Regions from separate parts of the Mus musculus genome. Here all the other regions are linked to region 2. The links are chromatin contacts, called in public promoter capture Hi-C maps. All regions are on one chromosome and are shown on one strand. The core of a region is the stretch at or near the end of the contact, and the rest is flanking DNA. Distances in the headings are between cores, read along the strand shown.

What was found. Promoter capture Hi-C pulls out the DNA fragments that hold promoters and counts their contacts.
Region 1: a promoter capture Hi-C map of liver shows a contact between it and region 2, with 2.9 times the contacts expected there. The contact joins the promoter of Irs3 here to the promoter of Bcl7b in region 2. A contact is called at or near these places in 3 of 39 promoter capture datasets (liver and pre-B cells) and 1 of 115 datasets of contacts at active chromatin or transcription factors (large pre-B cells).
Region 3: a contact with region 2 is called in a promoter capture Hi-C map of pre-B cells, with 4 times the contacts expected there. The contact joins the promoter of Pop7 here to the promoter of Bcl7b in region 2. A contact is called at or near these places in 3 of 39 promoter capture datasets (liver and pre-B cells) and 1 of 9 other capture datasets (liver).
Region 4: a promoter capture Hi-C map of liver shows a contact between it and region 2, with 6 times the contacts expected there. The contact joins the promoter of Zfp113 here to the promoter of Bcl7b in region 2. A contact is called at or near these places in 2 of 39 promoter capture datasets (both in liver).
Region 5: a contact with region 2 is called in a promoter capture Hi-C map of pre-B cells, with 2.3 times the contacts expected there. The contact joins the promoter of Ufsp1 here to the promoter of Bcl7b in region 2. A contact is called at or near these places in 3 of 39 promoter capture datasets (liver and pre-B cells) and 1 of 115 datasets of contacts at active chromatin or transcription factors (astrocytes).
Region 6: a promoter capture Hi-C map of pre-B cells shows a contact between it and region 2, with 5 times the contacts expected there. The contact joins the promoter of Zcwpw1 here to the promoter of Bcl7b in region 2. A contact is called at or near these places in 2 of 39 promoter capture datasets (liver and pre-B cells) and 1 of 484 Hi-C or Micro-C datasets (CD4 T cells).

The regions. Positions count from the first base shown.
Region 1 is chr5:137,643,836-137,648,004 of GRCm38.p6, forward strand. It overlaps Irs3 (insulin receptor substrate 3), which reads right to left and starts at 1,879. Exons shown (of 2, transcript NM_010571.3): 1 at 1,256-1,879; 2 at 1-909. The coding sequence starts at 1,685.
Region 2 is chr5:135,166,339-135,170,866 of GRCm38.p6, forward strand. Bcl7b (B cell CLL/lymphoma 7B) reads left to right here and starts at 2,034. Exons shown (of 6, transcript NM_009745.2): 1 at 2,034-2,260. The coding sequence starts at 2,169.
Region 3 is chr5:137,499,476-137,503,865 of GRCm38.p6, forward strand. Pop7 (processing of precursor 7, ribonuclease P family, (S. cerevisiae)) reads right to left here and starts at 2,954. Exons shown (of 2, transcript NM_028753.2): 1 at 2,804-2,954; 2 at 1,964-2,604. The coding sequence starts at 2,594. The coding sequence ends at 2,172.
Region 4 is chr5:138,153,596-138,157,794 of GRCm38.p6, forward strand. It overlaps Zfp113 (zinc finger protein 113), which reads right to left and starts at 2,149. Exons shown (of 5, transcript NM_019747.4): 1 at 2,035-2,149.
Region 5 is chr5:137,291,443-137,295,998 of GRCm38.p6, forward strand. It overlaps Ufsp1 (UFM1-specific peptidase 1), which reads left to right and starts at 3,227. Exons shown (of 1, transcript NM_027356.2): 1 at 3,227-4,222. The coding sequence starts at 3,348. The coding sequence ends at 4,001. Ache (acetylcholinesterase) reads left to right here. Exons shown (of 5, transcript NM_009599.4): 3 at 37-521; 4 at 1,726-1,895; 5 at 2,675-3,024. The coding sequence ends at 2,796. Srrt (serrate RNA effector molecule homolog (Arabidopsis)) reads right to left here. Exons shown (of 20, transcript NM_031405.2): 19 at 4,545-4,556; 20 at 4,262-4,464. The coding sequence ends at 4,389. Mir8116 (microRNA 8116) reads left to right here and starts at 2,338; the gene lies at 2,338-2,434.
Region 6 is chr5:137,786,398-137,790,695 of GRCm38.p6, forward strand. Zcwpw1 (zinc finger, CW type with PWWP domain 1) reads left to right here and starts at 1,405. Exons shown (of 17, transcript NM_001005426.2): 1 at 1,405-1,548. It overlaps Mepce (methylphosphate capping enzyme), which reads right to left and starts at 304. Exons shown (of 4, transcript NM_144913.3): 1 at 1-304.

The DNA of each region.
Region 1 (4,169 bases), core at 629-3,128, 2.5 Mb after region 2:
TGGACATGTAGTCCCCAGAGAGCTCTGACCCTTGGGAAGAGCGGGGCTGAGCCACTGTGGGTCTCCATCTGTCTCTAAGGCTACAATGGGCACCCGGATGCCCAAGTTCAGACTCCCTGGCCTTGAGCTCGTAGTAAAAAGGCCCAGGTAAAAATCTATTCATGGGCACATACTCTGTGCTCTCACAATCCTCGAGCTGCTTATTAGGATCTGCCCTGGCAGGGGTGGGAGGAAGGCCTGGGGGCGCCATCCACATATAGTCACCTGCTTCTCCTCCCCCCATGTGGACATAGTCATTCCTGACTCCCATGGTGATGTAGTTCCCGCCCAGATCTAGTCCCTTGTAGGAGTGTGTTGACCCCATCCTTTCCAGGGGCTTGAAGTAGTCCTGCTTTGCTCGCTCACTGGGGCTTCTTGCTTGTGCTGCCGATGCAGGGATTTCATATGGTGTCGGGGTAGGAGCTGCAGGAACACTCTTTGGAGGATTTCCCTGTGGCGGTGGCTCAGCTTTGCCAGCTGCATTGCTCCCCAGCCGCTTCATGGCAGCCAGGACTGTCTCATGAATGCTTTGGGCCACCACTGCATCAGGAGCCTGCAGCCAGAGCTCACCAGGACCAATGGGCGCTGAGCGCCCGAGTTCCAGGAAGAAAAAAGAGTCTGCGTGGCCACAGCGGCGCACACTGAGCAAGGACAAGCGCAGGACTGGTGGTGGCGTTGCCCGGCTGTCTCTGGAACCTTTGCTTCCAGGCTTTCGCAGGAGGCTCAGGGCCCCAGAACCCAGGCACAGGCGATAGCTGCCGCTGCTCAGGCCTTGTGCTCTCCCCAGCCCCTTGGACCGCAGTGTCACAGGCCAGACGTCCTGGAATGGGGCGAAGATCCAAGACTCAGGGGCCTCTTGGGGACTGAAACCTGGAGAGAATTGGCAAGTCACCGGGAGGCAGGGGTTGGGGTCACCGGGTCCCAGGTGACCAAGACGTTTTATACGTCTTTTTTTTTTTTTTTTTTTTAGCTTAAGATTTGAACCTCAGGCCGGGCGTGGTGGCGCACACCTTTAATTCCAGCACTTGGGAGGCGAATTTCTGAGTTCGAGGCCAGCCTGGTCTACAGAGTGAGTTCCAGGACAGCCAGGGCTACACAGAGAAACCCTGTCTCGAAAATAAAAAAGATTTAAACCTCAGTTGATCTGAGGGAAATGGGTTCAAGATAAACTAAGTCGGCAACCCCCTGACCTCCCCGTCGCTCACCCAAGGCTCACCCATAGCAGTAGCAGCAGCGGCTGCGGCGGTGGCGCGCACCTCGAGCAGGGCGCTGTACCATGCTTGCTGCTCTGCTTCGCTGGCCGCCGCCACGCCCAGGCTGCTGTCGCTGGTATAGATGACGATCAGGTGGCGCTGACGGGCATCCGCGCGCTTGCTAATAGTGCAGGCACCCTCCAGGCTAACGGTACGCCGGGGTCTAGGTGGGCGGCAGCCGCTGGCCAAGAACTTCTTCTCGCTCTCGTAGCACTCCAGGCGTGGTGGGTCAGCGCGCAGCACGAAAAAGCGGCGGCGCTGGGACTTCTGCTTCCTCAGATGGCCACAGAGCCGCACGTCGGGCAGGCAGGGCCAAGGAAACGGTGAGCCGAGGGACACGTCGGTGCACTCGCCCCCGGAGGAGACTGTGGGGCCCGTACCTGCAGGCTTCATTTCCAGCCAAAGACAGTAAACTGTCCCCAGAAGGACTGATTTGAATGGGTCTGGCCCCCTGAGCTACCACCCGCTTGGAACAAGTAGCCCTGGGAAACTGCAGCCGGCCTAGCTGCCCTGCATCTCTCCACGCCCTCTCCTGACTTGGAGTGAACAAGGAGCCTGTACACAGGAGTGCGTGTGTCCCAGTGGCCAGTGACACCAGGACTCCTAGGTCTAAGGGAGGCTGACCTAGCTGGGTCAGCCTCCTTGTTGGAATCTCCACCCCTTCAAGTTAACCCTCCCACGCCCGAGTGCAGGAATTTGAGTTTAGGATTCATAGGCTAGAGTAGGAGCCCTGCACCGCTGGGACCAAACTTTCACAGGGGCGGGGAGTGAGGGGGGGCATCTCTACCAATCAGCTGACTGGATGTGGGGGTGGAGGAGTACCGCCAGAGGCAGCCCGGGGCAATCTCGAAAGCCAGAAAGCCAGGGTGCAGAAGAAGCGGCTGTGGTTAGCAGTGATGGCACTAGTAATTAGAAGAGTGGCCTGGCCTAGCGGGCCATCCTGATAGCGGCAGTTCTCCAGGGAGGAGCCTCCGAACTGAGCCTCTAGTTGTATAGGTCCTCAGTGTTCTTTCCTTTCCTACCCAGAGATGATCTTTGTGTCTTTGCTTCTGAGCTATCTGAGTTTGGGTTGATGGATACCCCAGGATAGGAAAACCAAACTAGATTGGTCTCTGGTAACCAACCGCACCCCCACCCTCTCCAGATTCCCACGCATGCAAATGTCCACTGAAGGATGTGTGAAAGAGGACTTAGTCTCTCAGAGACACCTTCCTCAAAGTGCCCCTGACCACCAGCCAAATGCCAACTTGAACCTGATGGTGGCTGTGGTCACAGGAGCTGGGATCCTGTGGCAGACGTCCTGGTGAGCCCGTGTATCCTGAGAGGTTTGGGTGGGGCTGGAGATCATAGGCCACAAATGCACATGCTTATTGGAGGCTGGAAGACAACCTCTCGTATTCCTCAAGAGCGATCCCTCTTGTTTTTGAGACAGGCTCACTAGAACTTGTCTAGTAGGTTCGATTTGCAGGCCTGGAAGGCCTCAGGCCTATCATATGTCTGACTCCACTTCCCCTGCCTGAGGTTACAGTGCATGCTACCACACCCAGCTTGGAAAATAGTACGTGTGTTGTACAGGCTGTCCCCTGCATGTGGTCAGAGGTCAGCTTTTGGAAGTGGGTCCTCACCTTCTACCTTTTTTTGTTTGTTTGTTTTTGTTTTTTCGAGACAGGGTTTCTCTGTATCGCCCTGGCTGTCCTGGAACTCACTTTGTAGACCAGGCTGGCCTCGAACTCAGAAATCCGCCTGCCTCTGCCCCCCAAGTGCTGGGATCAAAGGCGTGCACCACCATGCCCGGCTAGCCTTCCACCTTTTTGAAGCAGGGACTCTCTCTGCTGCCGCACTGTGTACCCCAGGCATTTAAAGATAGTAGTGGCCATTATTTTTTTAGGCAGGGTTTCTCTGTAGCTCTGGCTGTCCTGGGACTCAGAGAGCTGCCTGCCTCTGCCTTCCGAGTCGTGTCCTGTTGTAGTCTTCTAGCTTGCTCTAGAAGTGCTGGGGTTGTGATGGACTGGGATTCTACTTTCCATGTGGGTTCTGATGATCAAATTGGGGCCATTGGATCTGCACAGCAAGCACGTTTCTAATTAGACTACGTCCCCAGCCCCTTGGATATTTTGTTTCTCTACATTAGGGTCACATGGGGGTGGGGAGTGGTGTGACACATTCTGACAAAGCTTAGTTGACAAGTCATGGTACCTTAGCAGACCTGCCAATGCCCTAATGTCGTGGCCAGCAAAATCCATGTGGGGAAAGATAACGGTATACAGAGAAGAAAAGGCCAAGCCCTGAGACCCTGGTAGGGGACTTGGGGGAGGGGCTCCCTTAGGTAAGGGACCCATGTAACAGGTAAACAGAACCAAGACAACCTGGGTCGGTCGTCTTCTCAGCATAGTTCAGGGGCAGCCCAAGCAGCAGAGGTCTATGACCCATTTGTGATCCTGAATCCTAGAGAAATCACTGCAGTATGAAGCTGGGTTGGAATCCGTCCCCGCCCCAGTCAGGTTTCTTTGTGAAGTCCTGGCTGTCCTGGAACCCCCTTTAGAGGCACTCAGAGATCTGACTACCCCTGCCTCCCAAGGGAGTGCTGGTCTTAAAGGTATGCACCACCATTGCCTGTCTGGTTATAAACTGCACATCTTTGAGCCCCCTTTCAAATGCTACACGGAAAGCAGACACCCACTACCAACAGACATCATAGGTATGGGCCTTTCGTGCCAGAGGCCTGCCCCAGGTGCCTCCCAACCGTGCAGAGCCCCACCCAGAGCTGAAAGAAATATTCAACGTTCAGTCGGCAAATCCTGGAAGATGGCCCCGTAGATAATGTACTCATGCAAGTTTGAGACTTGAGCTGGGTAGTCAGGTTACACAGCTGGACAT
Region 2 (4,528 bases), core at 784-3,283:
AGTAGCCAGGGCTGGCCTTAATCTTGAGTTCCTGTTCTTCTAGCCTAAATTTCCCCAGTGCTGGGCTTACAGGTATATGCCACTAGATCCTACCTGTTTGAGAAAGGGTCTTGCTATTTAACCCAGGTTGGGCAGGTTTGGTTCCAGGCTACATGGGAAGACATTACCTCAAAAATTTTTTTCTTTTAAATTAAATTTAAAGAAGGTGGTAGAGAAACATGAACAGCAGAGGGAGTTCTTGCTGGCAATGGCTTGGATTTAGGTGGTGAGAGAAATTAAACATAGCTGTCAAGGGGTGGCCTTGTATTTGTGCTGGTTCGGGGAGCGGGTGTCCATGAACATAAGCAGTGAAGCTTAGCACACTGTTGGCCTGCCTTGCATTCTTTTCTTGTTCTTTATTTTCATCTCCGTAGCAGTGAGAACATCTTCTTCATTGTGTCCTTTGATGTAGGACATGTTTAGGTAAGCCCTGGGTTCACTTGTATTAGGTCATTTGAGTTTGATCCAGTTATTTCAACAGTAATCATTTCCCTGCATTTGTTACCTGGGCCCTTCCCCCCCGCCCCCTGCAGAAGCTGTTTAGGAATCCTTTCCCAGCAAACATGTTCAGCTGGAAGGCTGAGAGTCATGAATCAGAAGCTTCGCCAAGTTCAGGATAAGTTACACAGTCACTGGGAGACACACTCCTCTCCCTCTTCTTTGACGGGGTCTCATGCAGCCTTAAACTGGCCTCAAACTTTAAACGCAGTCAAGGATGACCTTGAACTCTTGGTTTTCCTGGAACTGCAAGTAAACCTCAAAGTTGATTCAAACAAGTCCCTCTGGGCATGCAACGTCAGCTGTGGGTCACCTCCTCCTTCTATTGGGTCTGTTATCACTGCTTTTCACTCCCCTCTTTCTTTTCTCTTTTTGTCCTTCCTCAACCCCCCAGAGAAAACCTCTGCATATCCCTGGTTGTCCTGGAATTCACTCTGTAGACCAGGCTGGCCTTGAACTCAGAAATCCACCTGCCTCTTCCGCCAGAGTGCTGGGATAAATGTGTTCATCACAGTCCCTGGTCCAGAAGTTCTTTCAAAAGAGAAATATTTATGTCCTCAGTACTTGGTCCAATGCACAGAACACAGGCAATGTTTTATCCAGAACTGAATTCCCTGACAGTGAAGTGGAATGCTAAAAGTATGAGCCAGGTGCAAAATACTCAGGAAGAGCCGCAGTGTGACCTGGATGTTGGAAAAGTAGTTGATTCAATCAGAAGAAATTTCCAGGTGGGTAGCTGAGAATTCGAAGACCAGAAGTCAAAATGAAGGAAGGTGTGATAATGACTCCGGAACACAGCTATTTAGACAATGATGACACAGATCTCCTTTTAGGTGAACATGCAGCGCATAAATAATTCCTTGAAGGGTCAGGGGTCATGGGGGATTAAAGGACTTGATAACAGCCTAAAACTCACTAGTGAAAACCAACTTCTACAAATTGTCCTCTGTGCCATATACATGTAAAGAAAAAAAAAAAAAAGAAAGAAAGAAAGAAAAAGAAAAGAAAAAAAGAAAATTCCAACCCCTTTGACCCCAGCACTTGGGAGGCAGAGGCTGGTAGATCTCTGAGTTCAAGGCCAGCCTGGTCTATAGAGTGAGTTGCAGGACAGCCAGGGCTACACAGAGAAGGAAACCCTGTCTCGGAAAAGCAAAATGAAATAAAATTTTCCGGTCAAATGCCATGGCACAGAGCACCGGAGAGGCAGAATCAGGTGGTTGTGAATTCGAGGTTGGCCTGGTCTACAGTATTGAAAATTCCCGGGCATGCATTGAAGCAGCAGGTAGGGAAAGTGGTGACTTGGAAACCTCATCCCACCACCACCCTCGCAGCCTCGCCTGGCCCACACCACGTGCGGACGACGATGGGCTCAGCCTGGCAGCAAGAGGGCAAAGGGTCTCTGGAGGCGCACAGCAGGGACGCCCCCGGGCGGGTGCGCAAGCGCGCTGAGGCCTTGAGGGCCCAAGGGGCGGGCGGGTGCGCGCGCTCCCTCGCGCACGCGCGCACGGAGGGGGGGCGACGGCCGCGGTGACGTGCTGCGGTGGCAGCGGGTGGACGGCGACGCGTGAGGCGCGTGATATCCCGCGTCTTGGGAGCACTGTCCCGGCCCCCAGCCACTCCCCGCCGCCGCCATGTCCGGCCGTTCGGTCCGGGCCGAGACCCGTAGCCGGGCTAAAGATGACATCAAGAAGGTGATGGCGGCCATCGAGAAAGTGCGGAAATGGTGAGGGGCGGGAGCGGAGGGGTTGCTGACGTGGGGTTGCGGGAAAGCCGGCGCGGAGGCTCGCCATACAGGAACAGGCAGGATGGGAACCAAGAGGCCGGCCCTGGGGGGAGGGGGCCGGAGCCAAAAAGCGAAAGGAGGGCGCGCCGGTATCGGCGTGAATTCAGAGTCCGCGTTCCCTGTAGCCAATCAGAAAGACGGTCGGCTCATGGCCCCTCCCATAGCTGTCATTAGCCGCTTCCGGCCGCTCTGCCTGGGGCGGGGCCTGGCGCTGCACAGTTGCACTTCCGGTGGAGACCTCGCGGAAATGCTGCTTGGCGGCTCCGGGTTCGGTTTCCGCTCCTGCGCAGCACAAGTGTCCGGTGATGTCCGTTGTTGCCGACTATTATACGATATAAGTGGTCGAAATTAAGCGGAAGTTTGTAAACATGGCACTTTTGGAACAGAAATTCCTGATATCTTGGATCCTTAGCCAGCCCACTCGCCATAGGTTTGCTCTTGGCGACCAAGGTACCCTGACCCTGCAAATGTTTATTGCAAACCCAGAACAATTAGCGAACAATTTAGGTCAGGATTTTATTGCTTTAAATTGTTCTGAACCAAGCCTCTGAGCCATTCACTTCACTTAACGATTTGTAATTTCCTTACTGTTTTTTGACCGGAGCTCCCTGAGGACCGCAGGCTGGCTTTAGGCTGGCAGTGATTCTTCTGCCTCAGTTTACCCAGTAGCTAAGAGGCCGCGAGAGTGGTTTGTTTGTTTTTGAATCAGTGTCCCCAATCCTTTGGCTGTCCTGGAACTCTCTTTGTAGGCCAGGGTGGCCTTGAACTCTCAAAGACCCACCTGTCTGTGTTTCCCAAGTGTTGGAAAATGTCTGCATCTTATGGCATTCCTCTGTTCCTATGTAATTCTCAAGTCTCTACCCCCTTTTGTTTTTTATTGGTAAGGAAAAGTATGTAGGCTAGAAAAATGGCTCAATGGTCAAAAGCACCTGGCTGCTCTTCCACCACATGGCCCCTAACAGCTCTTCTCCAGTCCCATGGGATACCATGTCCTCTGGCATCTGTGGGCACAGCACGTGTGTAATGCGCAGACACACACGCATGTAAAGCACCCACACACATAAAAATAATAAAATGCTCAAAAGAAATTTCAATGTAGGTTCCTCAGAGACACATTTTGAAATTCTAGCGAAGGTCACCTTCACAGAATTTTCCTTAATTATATTAGGTTGAACTGCAAGACATTCCGCATATTTGAACCAACTCCCATCCCCTAATTCTGAGGGTAGTGCCCACCACCTTGCTCACTCGTGATAATTTCTCTAGCACTGAACTATATATATCTACCCCAGCCCCATGTTTGACTTTTTAACTCAAAACTACTAACACTGCAGCAAAACACACCTATAGTCCCCTAGCTACTCAAGGAAGAGCTGGGGACTTGAGTCCTAATCATCATAGTGAAATGGGCCAAATGCCTTAGACCTGTGAGCTCAACTACTCAGGAAGCTGAGACAGGGGGACCACAAGTTTAAGGCCAATCTAAGCAATTTAAGAGTCCCTACCAAGGAACAAAAAAGACAAAACAAGCATTTTGAGCGAGTAGGGATGTTGCTTGGAGGTAAAGTACTTGCCTAGCATGGCCAAGGCCCTGAATTCCATCCCTGTCCCCCTCCCAGCACCCCCACACACACAAACACACACACACACACACACAGGAGGAAATGCTGAATGAGGTGAGGGCACACCTGGTTCATTTGGATTTAGAAATATTTGAGGCCTTCAGAGTTTATCTCATGGTGATCTTGAGTAAAAGCCACACAAACTTTTCTTGCTTTACTAATAGGGTGTTAAATCTGCCATTTCTACCTCAGGAAGACATGGAGGGGAGGGGTCAGTTTTGTTTGTATGGTGGGGATGGAGCCCATACCCTTGGCCAGGCTAGACCAGTGCCTCCTCCCACTGTTGTAGTTCCTGGCCAAAGAGTCACAGGCTACAAAGCTGTAGTTTTTCTCCATGAGTAATCTCAGTTACCCAGCATGCAAATGCTGCCTGTTCCTTTCTTGTGATTGTGCTTCCTTAAATGGAAGATGAACAGAGCAGCCTAGAGAGACTTAGAAATGATCTCAACCATCCTCATTGACTTCGTCTGCTGGCGATCAAAGTCAGGACCTGTGCATGCTGATAAGCCTGTTAAGACTGAGCCGCACTCAGTGCCTTTCATGTCCTCCTCCACCCTCAATTTGTGGCAGTCCTCCTGCCTCAGCC
Region 3 (4,390 bases), core at 1,704-4,203, 2.3 Mb after region 2:
TGTAATGCACTTTTAATTAGCATTTCCTGATAGCTAAGGGTGTTGATTTTTTTCAAATATTTATTGACCAAACTATTCATTCCTTTGAGCCTTTTCTCCTTCTTTCTTTCCTCCTTCCATCCTTTCTTTTTAAATTATTTATAGGCCAGATAGTGGTGATGTATATCTCCTGAGGCAGACAGATCTCTATGGGTTCAAGGCCAGCCTGGTCTTACAGAGTGAGTTTCAAGACAGCCAAGACTACACAGAGAAACCCTGTGTTGGAAAAAAAAATTATATTTGTATGTGATTTTGTTTGCAAGTATATCTGTGCATGGTGGGCATGCCCATGCCCAGGGAGGGCAGAAGAGGGTGTTGAATCCCCTGTCACTGGAGGAGCCAGGAGGGTTCTGGGAATTGAACCAGAGTCGTCTGGAAAAGCAGCTGGTGTTTTTGACCACTGAACCCATCTCTCCAGTCCCTCCTTTATGTACCTTCTATTCAGTTTATTAGTCCTTTAATTAAGGATTTATGTCCTGGTGATCTGGGGCGATCTTTGTAATTCTAGGCACAATCTCCTGTCAGATGTGTGGGTGGCAAAGGTTTTCTCCAAGACCGTAAGCATCTCTTCACTCTGCAGGTTTGCTTTTGAAACAAGAGTAGCCCAGGCTGGTCTCAAACCCACCCTCCTGCTTCAGCTTAAGCGTCAAGATAATATATGCATGTGATCACACCCAGGTCAGTTGGCTTTTCAGAAACAAGCCTGTGAGCCACTGTGTAGCTCCTAAAGCCAATCAACACGTCTCAGGAGAAAGCTTTCAGACGTTGGTTCTCTCCCATTACGTGGGCTCTGGGGATTAAACTCAGGCGGTCAGGCTTGCCTTTACCCCTGGAGCCATCTTGGTAGCCCCTCCAATTTCTCTTCGGTATTTAGTTTGGGCCCCGAGCCCATGGATGGAATGCTGCCATCCACATAAAGAGCAGGTTCTCCCTACCTCAGCTAAACACATGCCCAGAGGAGTGTCTACTGGGTGATTTTACATCTAAGCAAGCTGGCAAGAAAGATTAAACAGCTGAACTAGGTTGATCTCAGACTCTAGACTACCGATGCCCAGCAACACATGAGCTCTTCGGGAACAGGAATCAAGTGTAACAGTCAAAACTGTCAGTTCAAGAGCTAGGGGCTTAGCCGTAGAAGGGCTACTTAGAATCCACCACTGAAGAGCTGGGGGCGTGGCTCAGCAACAGTAGACTTACTTTGGGTAAAAAGGCCCTAGGTTTGACTACCAGCAAACAAACCGTCAGTTTTGCATGTGTATGTGTGAGTACCAGTACATGTGCTACAGTTTACGTGTAAGTCACCTTCCACTTCGAGCCAGGGTTTCTTGCTGCTGATGTTTATGCCGGAGCAGCTAGCCCACAAGCTAGCGAGGATTCGCCCATCTCTGATACCTATCTCACTGTAGAAGCATGGGAATTGGATTCAAGAGCTGCAATGCTCCGCAGAAAAATGAGTTCTGCTGATTCAAATATTCATGATTATTTGACAAGTGCCTTGCCTATTGAGCCATCTCCCCATCCCTCCCCCGTCATAATTCTTGTGGTTACTAGGAATTGAACCTCTGGCCTAATCCTATGCTAGGCAACTAGGTAACACTCACTAGTCACGATTCCTTTGCTGAGTTATATCCACAAAGAACTTCCCTCACCTTTAAACCTTCTCTTTTCCCAAGCCTGGGAACCATGAGAGCCGGATACATCCCAGCTGTAGCTAGCTCAGTCGATGAGTCTACTCTCTCATCTTCCTGAGAGCACACTGTAACAATTAAGCTTCCGTGTTACACTCAACAAATTTGATTCCCGTCATACTGTGGTTCAATGTGAGATGCCTTACTGTGGCCTATATACTTGCTCTTTCCTACCATTTTCCTATTCAAGTACACACAGAATTACACTAGGAAAAAGAGGCCATTCGAAGCCCGGCACCAACACAACTTAATAATTTATTATACAGGACAAGGAAGATTCACTTCTCGGGCTCTCCATTCTCAGTCCTCTAGGCTGAAGTAACAAGGTAACAAGAGGCTCAGGACAGAACTCAGAACAAGAGCCACTATGAAGCACTAGAAACCTCGGCCACATGGATGTGTGTGCTCAGAAGCCTTGGTGGGTCCAAGTCAGCCTCCCTTCAGTTACTTGGGCGTGACCCTGAAGACTCGGATGTGGATGGCTGAGTTGTTCCTGACCCTCGTCAGGGGCTCCCGAGAGTCAGTCTCTGGCTCCAACTCGTCCACCAGCTCCACGGTGGAGGTATTGGCGGCCACCTGTAGGGACCCAAAGCTGCCCGCCTGCAGCTGCAGGGCGATGTTGATGGCCCGGTTGATGGCCAGGCCCAAGCCATGAATGTAGATTTCAGTGCATGCGTTCTGCCCCCTAGTGCCTCCGTCCAGGAGCTTTTGGCAGCGAGCTAGCTGGGCCTTAAAGTCAGTCTTCATGTTGACATAAATGTCGTTGGGCCTCCGGGGCAAGCGGTGGGGAAGTCGCTTCCGAAGGGTGTACTCCACAGGGTCCAGCTCAGCCTCGATGGCACAGCGGGGTTCTCTGTTTTCTGCCATGCTCTGAGTCCTGGCATGGAGAAGGAACAAGATTCAGGGAGGTCAGGAGAATCCTTTCTTGCCCGGCTTTCTAAGGGTGCAACCAGAAGGGGGCGCCCTCAACACCCTCTTCCTTCCCAGTGTCTCAAGCCCTTCCACTTCCGCTTTCTCCACTCCCAGTTTTAATTCATTCATCACGTGGTTCCCATTCCCGGCGTGTCCACGCCTACCTTCTTCCTTCCTCAGTGCCCTTCACTCGCGTGAGCCTCGCCGACCGATCCAAGTGGACGTCGCTGGCCTCGATATGCAGAAGAAGAACGGAGAAGGGATCGGAAGAGGAACGCCGGGCAGGCTCGCCAGCAAGGGCTACGCACTGCGCACGCGCGTCCCCGCTCCAAGCCGGAACCGATAAGCTTATGGCCTTCTAGGCTTCCGTACTCTCCGCCTCCTTTCCTCGTGCGCGTGCGCAAGGCGATTTAAGGCTCGCGAGACTTGAGGGTTCGCAGGGTTCTAGTGAGCGCTTCGAAGGGCGGGACTAGCTAGCAGAGGCGGGGCTAATTGACAGAGGCGGGCCCAAGAGGGGCGTGGCGTGGATCGCCCAGTTCTCCCCTCCCCGGGCAGGGCGGGACTCGAGGATCGAGGCGGGAAGCAGGGCTGGAAAAGGGGGTTCGGGCAGCGACCCCGGGTCAGCATTGGAGCTGGGATCGCAGGGGCCGGAAGCCTGTAGTCCACGTCCATCCCACTTCTGAGCAGTGGAGTTGACAGCTGACCTCCCGCCCGACGTCCTGACAGCCCCGGAAGCCGAGAAATCGAAGGGATCGTGTCCACCATGATGGACTCCTCCCTCTGCGAGGGACCCACATGAGGTGCCAAGTGTTGGCAGCTTCCCGCCACACCTCTTAACTGTCCCGCCGCACTCGAGCTGCTTCCCGCGACCGGCAAGCCATGACCGGCCGCTCCCTGGCGGAAGGGACAGGAACTGCAGTGCTTGGGTTCCTAGCCCCTGAAAGTTAGTGGGAATCTGGATCTCTGCCCGCAATGGTAAAGCATTTGGACCGTTCCCTGCAGAAAGGCGTGAAGCCTGCTTTGGGGCTTCGTCCTAGATACATCTCCAGGCCACTTACCTAGGCTGAATCTGACTGAAGGCTGGAAAGGGAAGTGTGCACTCTGCTATATAGCCAACCTTGAACTTCTGATCCCCCTGCCTCCACCTTGTGAGTGCCAGGGTTATAACCGCAGGGACTCACTCAACTGAGATACATCCCTAACTTCTAGGATTTAGGTTAAAATGGAAGGTTTGACATGCTAGACCTCAGTTTACTCCGAGCTGATCTATATATTTAATGAACATTTAGAGGAGTCTCAGGAAGAGTTGCACATATAAACCAAAAAATCTTTTTTTGGGGGGTGGGGGTGGGGATAGGGTTTAACGATGTAGCTCAGGCTAGCCTAGAACTCATGCTCCTGCCTTGGCCTCCCCAGCGCTAATGTTTTAGGTGTGCACGACTGCACCATTTTAATAAACTTATCCTAAAACTTATGGCAAATAAATAGACTGAATAAAATGATTTTGTAACGTTGTTGGACTCAACTGTCTTAGCAATTACGAGCACTTTCTGCTCTTCAAGATGACTCTCTTGAAGAGGACTCGAGTTTGTTCCCGGTACCCATGTTGAATGTTAAGTCCAGCTTCAGGAGACCTGACACCCTCCTCTGGCCTGTGTGTGTGCCCAGACACACACAGGCACATATATAAAAATTTAAAAATATATATTTACTTTTAAAGCTATGGCTATTGTGTGTATGCAGTGCAGGGA
Region 4 (4,199 bases), core at 899-3,398, 3.0 Mb after region 2:
ATGCAAGTGGTGGACAGACATACATGCAGGCAATTCACCTATACATTTAAAATTTTAAAAAATAAATAAATTTTTAAAAAAGTATACCGTTAAAATATTTTGCTGGGTGGTAGTGCTGCACACCTTTAACCTCAGCACTCGGGAGGCAGAGGCAGGCAGTAAGTTGGAGGCCACCCTGGTCTACAGAGGTTCCAGGACAGCCAGGGCTACAGAGAAAAATTGTCTTGAAACAACAACAAAAAAGGTGAACCACTTGGCATAGGTGGCACAGGCCTGAAATTCTATCACCTACGAGGCTGAGACAGGATGGTGCCAACTTAGTCTCTACCTCAGAGAAACAGGCATGCACACACACAGCTTAAAAGCTGGGCATGATGATGCACGCCTTCGATCCCAGCACTTAGGCAGAGAAGTAGACAGATCAGAGTTTAAAGCCTGCCTAGTGTGCATAGAGAGTTCAAGGACAGCCAGGGCTACGGGGAGAGAGAGCTGTCTCGAAAACAACAAACTACAGAGTAAAACCATCCAGGTGTGGGCAGGGCCTTTCTCTTGCCCTGTTGATTTGGGGTTTTTTTTGGTTTTTTGGAGACAGGGTTTCTCTGTATAGCCCTGGCCGTCCTGGAACTCACTTTGTAGACCAGGATGGCCTCGAACTCAGAAATCTGCCTGCCTCTGCCTCCCGAGTGCTGGGATTAAAGACCACCTGGCTGTAAGCACAGGTCAAGAGAGGCTTCGCCTCCTGGATCCTTTCCTCTTTCTTTGGAGTAACTCACTATAGGATTAAGGTAGCGATGACTGGAAACTTAGCACCTTTTGTGCAGTTCTGAGGTTTTTGTTTGTTTGGTTTGGTCTTTCTTTATTGGGTAAGAATCAGGCTATAGCCCAGACTAGCTTGGAATTCACTGTATAGGACAAGTTGGCCTTGCTTCATTTGCCTCTGTGCTGGGATTAGATGTGAGCAAGCCAATTTGGCTAATTCCTGGAAATTCACATTAGGTCATTGTTTCTCAAACTTGTAGGTCGTGACCCCTTTGAAAGTTGAATGACTCTTTCACAGGGGTTACCTAAGACTATTGGAAAACACAGATATTTACATTACTGTTCTTATCAGTAGCAAAAAAAATACGGTTATGAAGTAGTGACAATAATAACTTTACGGTTGGGGGTCATCACATGAGAAACTGCATTAAAAGGTCATAGCATGAGGAAGGTTGAGAATTTCTGTTTTAGGTTCTACCAGTTCTGTATGATTAAGGGGTCAAAATGGGGAAATCGGGTTCAGTTTATGTCTAATATAGGTACTTAAGAAGTACGGAGGGTAAAGGAATGTGCTAGGAACTACCAGCAAAGACCATCACATACTGTCTTTTCAGTACACCCTAAGAGAGCTGAAATGGACTAAGGTTCTCTGTGTTCAACTAGGTTCTCAATGTTTTAGCCAGCTAATGCACTGGACATACTCGGCCACTTCTGCAGGGAGCCGGCCCCAGCATGTCCACGAAAAGGTATCAGTCAGTAAGCTTAAAAAAAAAAACAAAAAACAAAACAAAAAAACCCTATTCATAGCCATAGGACATGAGATCTTGGTGAGGTTACGGAGGACCCGAGTTCGCACCTCCTCCCAAGCCCTAGTTCTCACTGCGACCCAGAACTACTGTCTGGTTTTCCGATCCAATTAAGGAAAAACTTCCTTCTCCTGCCCTCACACAGAAATCGGTGTGCTGAGAGTACCAAGTTAGGGTGGCAATCTGTCATCAGTTGTTTTAAAGAGAGGGAGACCTCCGTAGCGACGCTAGGAATTTTAAACACTGGGGCTGGGGACGGTAAGAGACACAAAAGCAGACCCGGAGTCCCATTACGCGACACCCGGGATCACGCTGCGCGCCTGCAGCTAGGGTTGCGGAGCTGGACAGCGACTGCAGGAGGAAGGTGGGCCCAGAACCCCGGCGGGCCGCGGACGTGTGAACACCAACCCCCTTCCCCGGAGACCACAACTTCCACCTCACCGCGAGTCCGGGAGATGGCCCCACTCACCCTGGGGACAGGGACGTAAGACTTAGGGGGCCGGACACGAAACAGGTCCTGTTGGACCCTGTTACAGACCCACACAACGGAGAACAGAACAAAGAACGGAAACTGCCCCTCCCCATATCGTTTCCGGGTCGTCCTTTCTCACCACCCAGGACAACAAATGCCCACTTGCTCTCTCTAGGAAAATGGGAGGTCTTCATCTCTCGATGGTACGCTGATGGTGCTGTTCTCGATGGTGCTGGGAAACAAGGGCACCAGACTGCGCCACTTGCTGGCCAGGTTGGGAAGGGACGATGCGTAAGCTGAAGAAGTTGGAGGTCCAGGAAATTCAGGGCACAAGTTCTAGTGGCTCTGAGAGAGAGAGTACACCATCACCTCCATAGCAAGAGAGAGAGTACACCATCACCTCCATAGCAAATATATGAAACTTGAAGAATCCTTTAATATAAATGTGCACCATTGGCTGGTCGTGATGGCGCACGCCTTTAATCCCAGCGCTGGGGAAGCACAGTCAGGCAGATCTCTGTGAGGCCAGCCTGGCCTATGATACAAAACAAAACAAACAAACAAAAAAATAAATAAATAAAAGTGCACCATGGGTTTTGGTTTTTGTTTTGTTTTTCTGGTTTTTTTTTTTTTAAGATTTATTTTATTTATTATATGTAAGTACACTGTAGCTGTCTTCAGATACCAGAAGAGGGAGTCAGGTCTTGTTACAGATGGTTTTGAGCCACCATGTGGTTGCTGGGATTTGAACACAGGACCTCCGGAAGAGCAGTCAGTGCTCTTAACCACTGAGCCATGTCTCCAGCCCCCGTTTTTGTTTTTTTTTTTTTTTTGTTTTTTTGTTTTTTTTTTTTTACTCATCAATTTTTCTTTAATTATTTTGAACATTCTCACTAATTAAGAAAATATTTTATTTCAAAACTTCTTATAGTAGAAAAAAGGATTACCTTTTTAACATGATTTCTCCACTGCTTGATAAGTATAATAGTTATATTTTTAAAATTTGGAATTTATGTTGGTGCTAATGATATTATATCCAAAATAGCACCATGGGTTTTTTTTTAAAGCACTCAGCACTCAGTTTTTAAAAGATTTATTTTAACCAGGCAGTGGTGGTGCACGCCTTTAATCCCAGCACTTGGGAGACAGAGGCAGGTAGATTTCTGAGTTCGAGGCCAGGCTGGTCACAGAGTGAGTTCCAGACAGCCAGGGCTACATAGAGAAACCCTGTCTCAAAAAAAGCAAGACAAAAAATTATTTTAATAGATTTAATATTTATTTGAAGATTTAGTATTTTAATGAGTGTTTTTCTCCTGCATACACACACACATACACACACACCTGATTCAGATATAGGTCAGATGAAGCCATCACATCTTCTGGAACTGGAGTTACGGTAATGAGTGGCCATATGAGTGCATGGAATCTGGGTCCTCTGGAAGAGCAGCCAGTACTTTTTTTTTTTTTAAAGATTTACTTATTATTATTATTATATCTAAGTACACTGTAGCTGTCTTCAGATGCCCCAGAAGAGGGCGTCAGATCTCATTACAGATGGTTGTGAGCCACCATGTGGTTGCTGGGATTTGAACTCAGGATCTTCGAAAGAGCAGTCAGTGCTCTTAACCACTGAGCCATCTCTCCAGCCCACAGCTTTGCTTTTAGATTGCTTGACTAGCCTGGCTGAAGCCCTGGGTCCCCATCCCCAATGGTGCATAAACCAGACAATATGGTACAGTACTGTATTCCTAGCATTTGGGAGGTGGTGGCAGGAAGATCAAGGACTCAAGTTCGTTCTTCAGTACATACTGAGTTCAAAGCCAGCTTGGGCTACATGAGACACATAAGTGATTCTGCACTTACGAGCCTGACGTGGGGTACACATCTGTAATTGCAGTACTTTAGAGCCTGAAACAGAAAGATAGTCAAAAGTTTGAGGCCAGCCTCAATTGCACACTAAAACTCGGTCTCAAAACAAATGATAATAATTAACAAACACATATTTAAAATGAGCTTCCTATAAAGGCTCACATTTGGGGTTCAAGAGGTACCCTGAGACATATTGTGGTTTGGGGGTAAACAATTTATTTTAAGCATTATTAATGCTACAGAGATTGTGCTGGAAGTTGTGAAGAGATTTCAGGCCGGGAGACTAACAGGAG
Region 5 (4,556 bases), core at 1,977-4,476, 2.1 Mb after region 2:
CTCTCCATCCTTTCCCCCATCTCCAACTATCCTCAGGTGCTGGTGGGTGTGGTGAAGGACGAGGGCTCCTACTTTCTGGTTTACGGGGTCCCAGGCTTCAGCAAAGACAATGAATCTCTCATCAGCCGGGCCCAGTTCCTGGCTGGGGTGCGGATCGGTGTACCCCAAGCAAGTGACCTGGCAGCCGAGGCTGTGGTCCTGCATTACACAGACTGGCTGCACCCTGAGGACCCTACTCACCTGAGAGATGCCATGAGTGCAGTGGTAGGCGACCACAACGTTGTGTGCCCTGTGGCCCAGCTGGCTGGGCGACTGGCTGCCCAAGGGGCCCGGGTCTATGCCTACATCTTTGAACACCGTGCCTCCACACTGACTTGGCCCCTCTGGATGGGGGTGCCCCATGGCTATGAAATCGAGTTCATCTTTGGGCTCCCCCTGGATCCCTCGCTGAACTACACCACGGAGGAGAGGATCTTTGCTCAGCGACTTATGAAATACTGGACCAATTTTGCCCGCACAGGGTCAGTGGTATTGGAGTGGGGATGGCGTCTGGGGGTCCAGGGGAGAGGGGTACCCATGGATGGCAGTGAAAAAGAAGAAGAAACCTTCACAAAGTTAAGGGGTGAAGAGAAAGTCTCAGGTGATGCCGGAGAACAAGGCAGGCAGAACAGGGAGTCCTTAAAAGACAAAACCAGCTGGGAACCTTGAATCCCAGCACAGGAGGGAGAAGACAGTCTAATGTATACAGTTCCAGACTAGCTGGGACACGACAGAGTGAGAGCCCCCATAAGGGCTGGGAACAGCTCCATGGTAGACGGCTGAAAAGCAAATGTATATGAGGCCACCCCAGCACTCTAAAAGACAGCGAGGTAACTGGTATTCAACAGATAAAAGAGATTGCCCTGCAAGCCTATCTCAGTTGAATCCCTGAAACACAGAGAAGTGGCTCTCCACAAAGCTACCCCTGACCTTCAAATCTCTCTCACTCACACACAAACCCACACAGATGATGATGATGATGACGACAGAGAAAGGCAGTAGAGGTTTGGGGGTGTAGCTCAGTTAGTACTTACCTACCTAGCATGCACAAACCCTTGGGTGCATCTGATTTTCGTTTCCCAAAGTAAAAGTAATAATTGTAGAGACAGGACTGCACCTACCTACACAGCTAAAAGCACAATCCTAGAATTTTTATTTTAAAATAGGGTCTCGCTATGTAGCACTGGCTGGTCTGGAAATCTCCATGTTGATCAGGCTGGCTTCAAACTCAGAAAAATTAGCCTGCCTCTGCTTCCCGGGTGCTGGGATTAAAGCCTGTAGTACCGCACCCAGCTAGAAAGACTTTGAAAACAAAGGGAAATGGAGAAAGAGACAGAGATGTCCAGTGGAAAGAAAACTTCCCTAGGTGGTGGAATGGTAGAAGGTACTTAAAATGAGAAGGGAACCTATCCATGTCTGTAAATCCGTACTCTGGGAAACTGAGGCAGAAGCATTGGCAGCACTCATTTCTCTCTCTCTCTCTCTCTCTCTCTCACACACACACACACACACACACACACACACACACACACTCACACGGGGCGAGGGCGGGGGTGGGGGGCTGGCTGGAGTAGGGAGAAGAGAGTTGGGTGTTAAGAGTTGAAGAGGGTCCAGAGTCAGGAAAAGGATCCACGTCTTCATTCCTTATTCCTCTGGGCAGGCTGAGATTTCCCTTTCCTTCCTCAGGGACCCCAATGACCCTCGAGACTCCAAATCTCCACAGTGGCCACCGTACACCACTGCCGCGCAGCAATATGTGAGCCTGAACCTGAAGCCCTTAGAGGTGCGGCGGGGACTGCGCGCCCAGACCTGCGCCTTCTGGAATCGCTTTCTCCCCAAATTGCTCAGCGCCACCGGTAGGCGCATGGAGTGGGGGGAGCAGGGAATGCACAAGGCGGCAAGGGTTGGAAGGAGGGGAGAGAGATGGGGTGCAAAACACAGGGTGTAATCCCTCTCTTCTCCACCTCCCCAGCCACGGAGGCTCCTTGCACCTGCCCAAGCCCCGCCCATGGGGAGGCGGCCCCGAGGCCCGGGCCGGACTTAGCCCTGTCCCTCCTCTTCTTCCTTTTCCTCCTCCACTCCGGGCTTCCGTGGCTCTAACTGCAATCCTTTCCCCTTCTGGTCTCAAAGCACACTTACTCTAGTGTGTAGCTGAGAAGGGGCCCCTCTCAGGGATACAGAACCCCACTCCATTCTCAAGCCGAGACAAAATGGACAGACTCAGGGATCTTTGTTAAACAAAAATTCAAAAAACAGGATTTTTTTTTTTTTAATGTAAAAAATTATCCTTTGGAGCTTGAGCCTGGTGTTGAGGGGAGAAGGATCCGGGGCTAGTTGGCGTCAGCCAAAGGGCCTTATAATCGCCAACTATTTCTGTATCTTCTCTCTTTTCCCCACTAACCCATGAACCCTTCTCCCACTCTGATCCTGTCCCTCCCCTCCGTCTTCCGGTGATTTTTATCTCTTCCTCTCCTTCCTGTTCCACCTCTCCCTTCATTCTCCGGATCATCCACTGTTCTCTTTCCACCACCCCGCTCGGCCTCCGACAATGCGTGTGTGCCGGCGCACTCACGACCGGTCTCCACTACCCGACCTGTTCCGTTTCTCCCACTCTTGCGGGGTGCCCTGGCCGCAGATACTCTGGACGAGGCGGAGCGCCAGTGGAAGGCCGAGTTCCACCGCTGGAGCTCCTACATGGTGCACTGGAAGAACCAGTTCGACCACTATAGCAAGCAGGAGCGCTGCTCAGACCTGTGACCCCTTGGGGGACCCCAGGTCCTGCCGCCCTGCCCGAGCCCCTAGCTGTATATACACTATTTATTTAAGGGCTGGGATATAATACGACCGAGCCCCCAGGCCCTGTCCACTCCTCCCCGACTTCCTCCCACTAGGGGCTCCCCATCTTCTGCATGTCTTGGGCTAAGCTCCCCTCCCCGCGGTGCCTTCGCCCCTCTGGGCCGCCAATAAACTGTTACAGCCACCAGAGTCTGTGCAACACGCGGGAAGTTGGGGCGGGGATGAGGTCAGAGACGCTGGGAACAGAAGCCTCGGGATTGGTGAGCACTGAGGCACCCTGCCCGCAGCATCCGGCGGAAGCAAGCGCTGGGCCCGCCCCTAGGGGCGGAGCCTGCGACTGCGCAGCCAGGCTGGTTTGCCGGCGCCTTTTAGAAGGCTCCTTAATTCGTCTGCCTGTGGAATCATCTCTCCTGCCGCTAGCCTGCTTGCTGAGAGTTCTCCGGTTCTACGTGCCCACACTGCCCGTAGCTAGTCCCAGAAAACACCAGGAACCCGGAATTGGCCCTGCCTCGATGACAGCTGCTCTACCGAGCACCCTGGAGCTGCTGAAGGACGTGCACCTGGGCCTGCCTGTGCCCTGCCATGATCCCGCCCGACTGGCCCTCCTCTCAGGCCACTACCTTTACTATCACTATGGTTGCGATGGACTGGATGACCGTGGCTGGGGATGCGGCTACCGCACCCTGCAGACGCTGTGCTCCTGGCCAGGGGGCCAGTCCTCGGGCGTGCCTGGACTGCCAGCCTTGCAGGGAGCCCTAGAGGCCATGGGCGACAAGCCCCCCGGATTCCGGGGCTCCCGTAACTGGATCGGCTGTGTAGAGGCCAGTCTCTGCCTAGAACACTTCGGAGGACCTCAAGGGCGCCTATGCCACTTGCCCCGCGGAGTAGGGCTTAGGGGAGAAGAGGAGCGGCTTTATTCACACTTTACAACGGGTGGGGGCCCAGTAATGGTAGGAGGAGATGCAGATGCCCAGTCCAAGGCCCTGCTGGGGATCTGTGAGGGGCCAGGTTCAGAAGTCTATGTCTTGATACTGGACCCACACTACTGGGGCACTCCAAAAAACCGTTGTGAACTACAAGCTGCTGGATGGGTGGGCTGGCAAAAGGTAAAAAGCGTCTTTGATTCCAATTCCTTCTACAACTTGTGCTTCACCAGAAATCTCTGAATCACCACGCCCTACCTGCACCGTTGGGTAGATCCCAGAACTGAGACTAAACACAGCCACCTATTTACTTCGCACAGGCCCCCACCGCGATCAAGTTTGGGCCTGGCACAATGATACGGGCAGGTGAATCTGAGTTCAAAGCCAACTTGGTCTACACAGCAAGGCCAAGCTGGAATTAGAGATACTGTTCTGAAAAATAATAAATTGGCGTAATTCAGCTTACTATGGCCCAGCCTGTGTTTGGGAAGGGACATACAGCACACAGTTAACACACACTACCAAAGTGTTTTTACTAGCGGGTAAAATAACGTACAAAAAACTTTTCAGCTGATGGGATAAAGTGGTCACGGGTACTGATGTAGCAATGCAGGAGGGGACATGGATGGCTCAAAAGAAGTCAACATCATCCGGGGCATCCAGGTCCCGATACTCCACTATGGCCCTTGGGTCTCCTCGAACCATCCTGTGAGATAAAGGAAATGTGAACAGATGTCCCTATAGTCAGAGACGGGGAAAGGCAGCCTGGGCATCGTTCGTGCTCACCTGTTCCGAGGT
Region 6 (4,298 bases), core at 155-2,654, 2.6 Mb after region 2:
CACCCAGGCTGCGCGCGCATCGGGAGTGCGAACCAACTTAACGGCTCCGAGAGTTTAAATACAGCCCCCCTCCCTAATTACCTCACCCTCCCCCAGCCCGAGACGCCCACCGCCCCACACGGACACCCGACTTCCCTTCGCTGCTAAGTCCAAGCCCTACTGATATCCTTTGTCTCTGCCGTGCGATCCCACCCACCGTAGGCGGGGAACGGGAGCTGGTGTGAAAAGGTCTCCTTGACACCCGACCCTTGTTCCTGAGGAATGAGGCTCCGCCGTCTCCGCCCGGCTCTAAACCCAACAACCTCCCTGCCCCGCCTCCTTCCTCCCCCATCCCCGCCCCTCCTGGAGAGCGCCTGCGCACAGTCCTTTTGGACTTGCGCGGGTTGAAGGGGCAACACGTGCTGGAGATGATGTTCCGCCCCCTCCGCTCTAGGGGCGGGGAGTGTGACGTCGTTTCCTTAGGTTCATTACACGCAGCGTGCGTCAGCACGTTTCCAAGGGGCGTGCATTCCCAGCGAAAGAGGCGGGCTCATGAATTATTCATGAGCGATCGCTGGTCTTTTCCCCACCCCTTCCCCCCGCCCCCAGCCTATCTCATTAGAATTAGGACTTAGGAGAACCTGAGGAGAGGATGATAAAGTAGGCTAAGGAATCGAGACCATTGTCTCAAGAACTGTTATCAATAAAATGCAATATATTATTTAATATATTTTCTGAATTGAAAACAAACAAGTACTAAAACATCGAGATTGTCCAAACTCCTCTTCCCCTGAAATGGCCCAGTTGTTCAAGCGGCCCTCCTCCTTCCACCAGGGACAAACATCTAGAGAACTACGCCTTCCTCTCCTCCCTACACCTACGTCAGGCCTCGGACGCCGCTGCCATAGTGCAGCGCCTGCGTATCGGTCCCTCAGCGCCACCCGCTAGCGTTGCGGATTTTACAGCATTATCCCTGCAGCTAGACACACCGCGAATGTGGGCGGGAAAGGGTATCGACCTGTTTGGGCTCCTGTTTCGGCCAATGGGAAGCACTGATTCTATGCAGAATCCTCAGACTGATGGCTGGCGGAGTTTCCCAGTCCACAGACTATTTGTCAGGAAAGAGCACTGTAGAGGCAAGGGGGGAGCTCAAGATGGTTTCAAAATTTAAGAGGGTGACGACAACTAAAAGGTAGGGAGTGATAGCACGAAAACAGGAAAGAGAAAGCGATTTGAGGCAGAGATAAGAATGAAGTGCCTAGGGCGCTTCGCAGGATATTATGGGGGGGGGGGCGCGGAACTAAAGATGTCAGCGAGGATTATGGAACTTGTAGTTTCACTAGGCTTTCGTTCTTAAGATGGCGGGCTACTCCGGCTGCGCAGACGCAGAAGCAACTTCCAACTGCGCACGCGCAGCACCTGAGCGCACGCCGCTTGGGGGCGGAATTTGTCCGTGTCCTCGCGCCTTCTCCTGGTGGCGGGAAAAGTTGCTCGAGGTGGAAGGGATGTGCGGAATGGCTGCGACAGCGTTAGCTGCGCTTCACCTTTAGGTCCTCGTCGCCCCAGAAGGTAGTTGTCTTTTATGCGACTGCAGAGGAAAGTGTTAGTTGTGGTGACTCTCGGTACCTGTTGGCTGAGGAGAAATTTTCTCTTCGGAGCCACAGCGGACCTTAGCCCCTGCTCTTCAGAATCGCTAATCTTCAGAACAACAACAACAAAAAATAACCCAGTATTGCGGAGGGAAATGAGGCGTTGTGGGACAGCGAGGCTGAGCGGGAGCAAAGGGGAAGAGGCTTCCATGGTGGCGTTCTTGGTCCGGGAGAGTAGCGAAGCGTTACTTGACGCTCTGAGGGGAGGCGAGGGTTGTTTGCCTGGGTGAGATCTCTGCTTTTAATGGCCGTCGCGGAGAGAATTGGTAAAGAGAGAGGAAAAGTAGAAGACCACTCAAAGGCCTCCCCTCCGCTGTGGGGTTCAGTATACATGGCCCCGCATCTTGCTATCTGTAAGCAGAAAGGACGCGCGCCCGCCCTGCGAAGGCCTAGGGCACAAGGTCCTCGAAGCAAGAGCATCCCCGAGGGCAGCCTGAGGTCGGGACACGGGGGTTGGGGGGAGCGGGAGCGATCCAGAGATTGCGGTCAAGGATAGAAATGACTTTTTTTTTTTTTTTTTCCGAGACAGGGTTTCTCTGTGTAGCCCTGGCTGTCCTGGAACTCACTTTGTAGACCAGGCTGGCCTCGAACTCAGAAATCTGCCTCCCGAGTGCGTGCGCCACCACGCCCGGCTTAGAAATGACATTTAATGTCACGAAAGAAACTGTTTTGCTCACAGGTGACCACACATCTTCGGGGTTTCTTCCACCACCTCCCCCAACCCCCACCCCACCGCGCCCCGAGCCAATACACTTTACTGTGAATTTTATTTGTAATGTTCTGTGGGAAGTCTCGTTTGGGTAGTTCCTTCTGAGAGTAAATCTGGTGAGGGTAGGTAGAACATCTTTCTTTCTTTGATTCTTTCTTTATTTCTTTCCTTGTTTTCCTTGTTAAACGTTTAAAAGGTCTGCAGAACACAGATGCGTGCTCACAAAGTGAACTTAAAAACAGGTAAAACATGAGAATAGGCAGGAGTTCATAGGCTATTAGGCAATGTCAAAAAGCCATCAATTCCGTATTAAAGGGAATGAAATTTTCATTTATTCTATCATTATCATCATCATCATCATTTTTTTATGTGTGAATGCTCAGTCTGCATGTACACCTGCAGGCCAGAAGAGAGCATCAGATCCCTTTATAGATAGTTGTGAGCCATCATGTGGTTACAGGCACCCCTGGAAGCCAGTGCTCTTAATTCTTGAACCATCTCACCAGCTCCTCAGTCAGTCCCCCTCCCCTCTGCCTACACAGTGCTGCCATGCACCACCACTGCCAGGGCCCAGGACAGGAAATTTTTAAGTGAATTTATATTTTTTAAAAGTTTTATCACCCTTATTTATTTGTTGTTTGTTGGATGTGTGTGTTTGTGCACATGCTGTAGAGCATGGGGAGGCCAGAGGTCATCCTGTCCATGTTGTGTCATCCTGTCTGTCCATCCCTGCCAATCAAGTGGGATCTGAGATCAGTTTCAGATCATTAGGCTTGGGGGCAAGCACCCCTACCCACTGAATTATCTGTAAGCATTTATTCATTTATTCATTTGTTTGTTTGTTTGCCTGTCTGTCTATCTATCTATTTAGCCACCTATCTATTGCTTATTTGTTTATTTTCTGAGACAGAGTCTTGTCTGTATCCCTGGCTGTTTTCAAGGTCACGTTGTAGCCCAGACTGAACTCAAAGTTGAAGCAACAAACTTCCTTCAGTCTCTTAAGTGCTGTGAGTATAGCCGTGAACCCCTGGTTGTGTTAAACTATATTCTGAAATATAGGAGGCTTTGTGTGTGTCTATATTTGCTTTTGTTTTTGTTTTGGAGGGACTGCAGGGTTTTTCTGTAGTTCTCAAACTAGAACATTCCCACGATTGAAATTTAGACATGGCTCACTATCCTAGCTTAAAAGTGATTGAAAAGTTTTGTTTGCTTGTTTTTGTTTTTGCTTTTATTTATTTATTTATTTTGGTTTTTTGAGACAGGGTTTCTCTGTGTAGCCTGGCTGTCCTGGAACTCACTCAGTAGATCAGGCTGGCCTTGAATTCAGAAATCTGCCTGCCTCTGCCTCCCAAGTGCTGGGATTAAAGGCATGCGCCACCACTGCCCAGCTTTTTTTTTTTTTTTCTTTTTTTAAAGACTTATTTATTATTATATCTAAGTACACTGTAGTTGTCTTCAGATGCACTAGAAGAGGGCATCAGATCTCATTACAGATGGTTGTGAGCCACCATGTGGTTGCTGGGATTTGAACTCAGGACCTTCACAAGAGCAGTCAGTGCTCTCTCCAGCCCTTGTTGTGTTTTTTTTTTTTTTTTAAATGGTAGGGTCTTGCTATGTAGCCATCAAATTTGAACTCTAAATCCTGCCTCCTGAACGCTGTTATTAAATATAGTTTTTATGATTTTTAGAAACTTAGAGTCTATGATAATAGATATACTGAAGGATTTACTTTTCTTTATCAGTATAAAGAGGGAATTGGGGGGGGGGCTGGAGAGATGGCTCATGCAGGTAGGAGCACTGACTCTTCTTCCAAAGGTCCTGAGTTCAAATCCCAGCAACCACATGGTGGCTCACAACCACCTGTAATGAGATCTGATGCCCTATTCTGGAGCAAGCAGGTCTGACCGGAGCGAGCAGAGGTCCTAAATTCAATTCCCAACAACCACATGAAGGCTCACAAC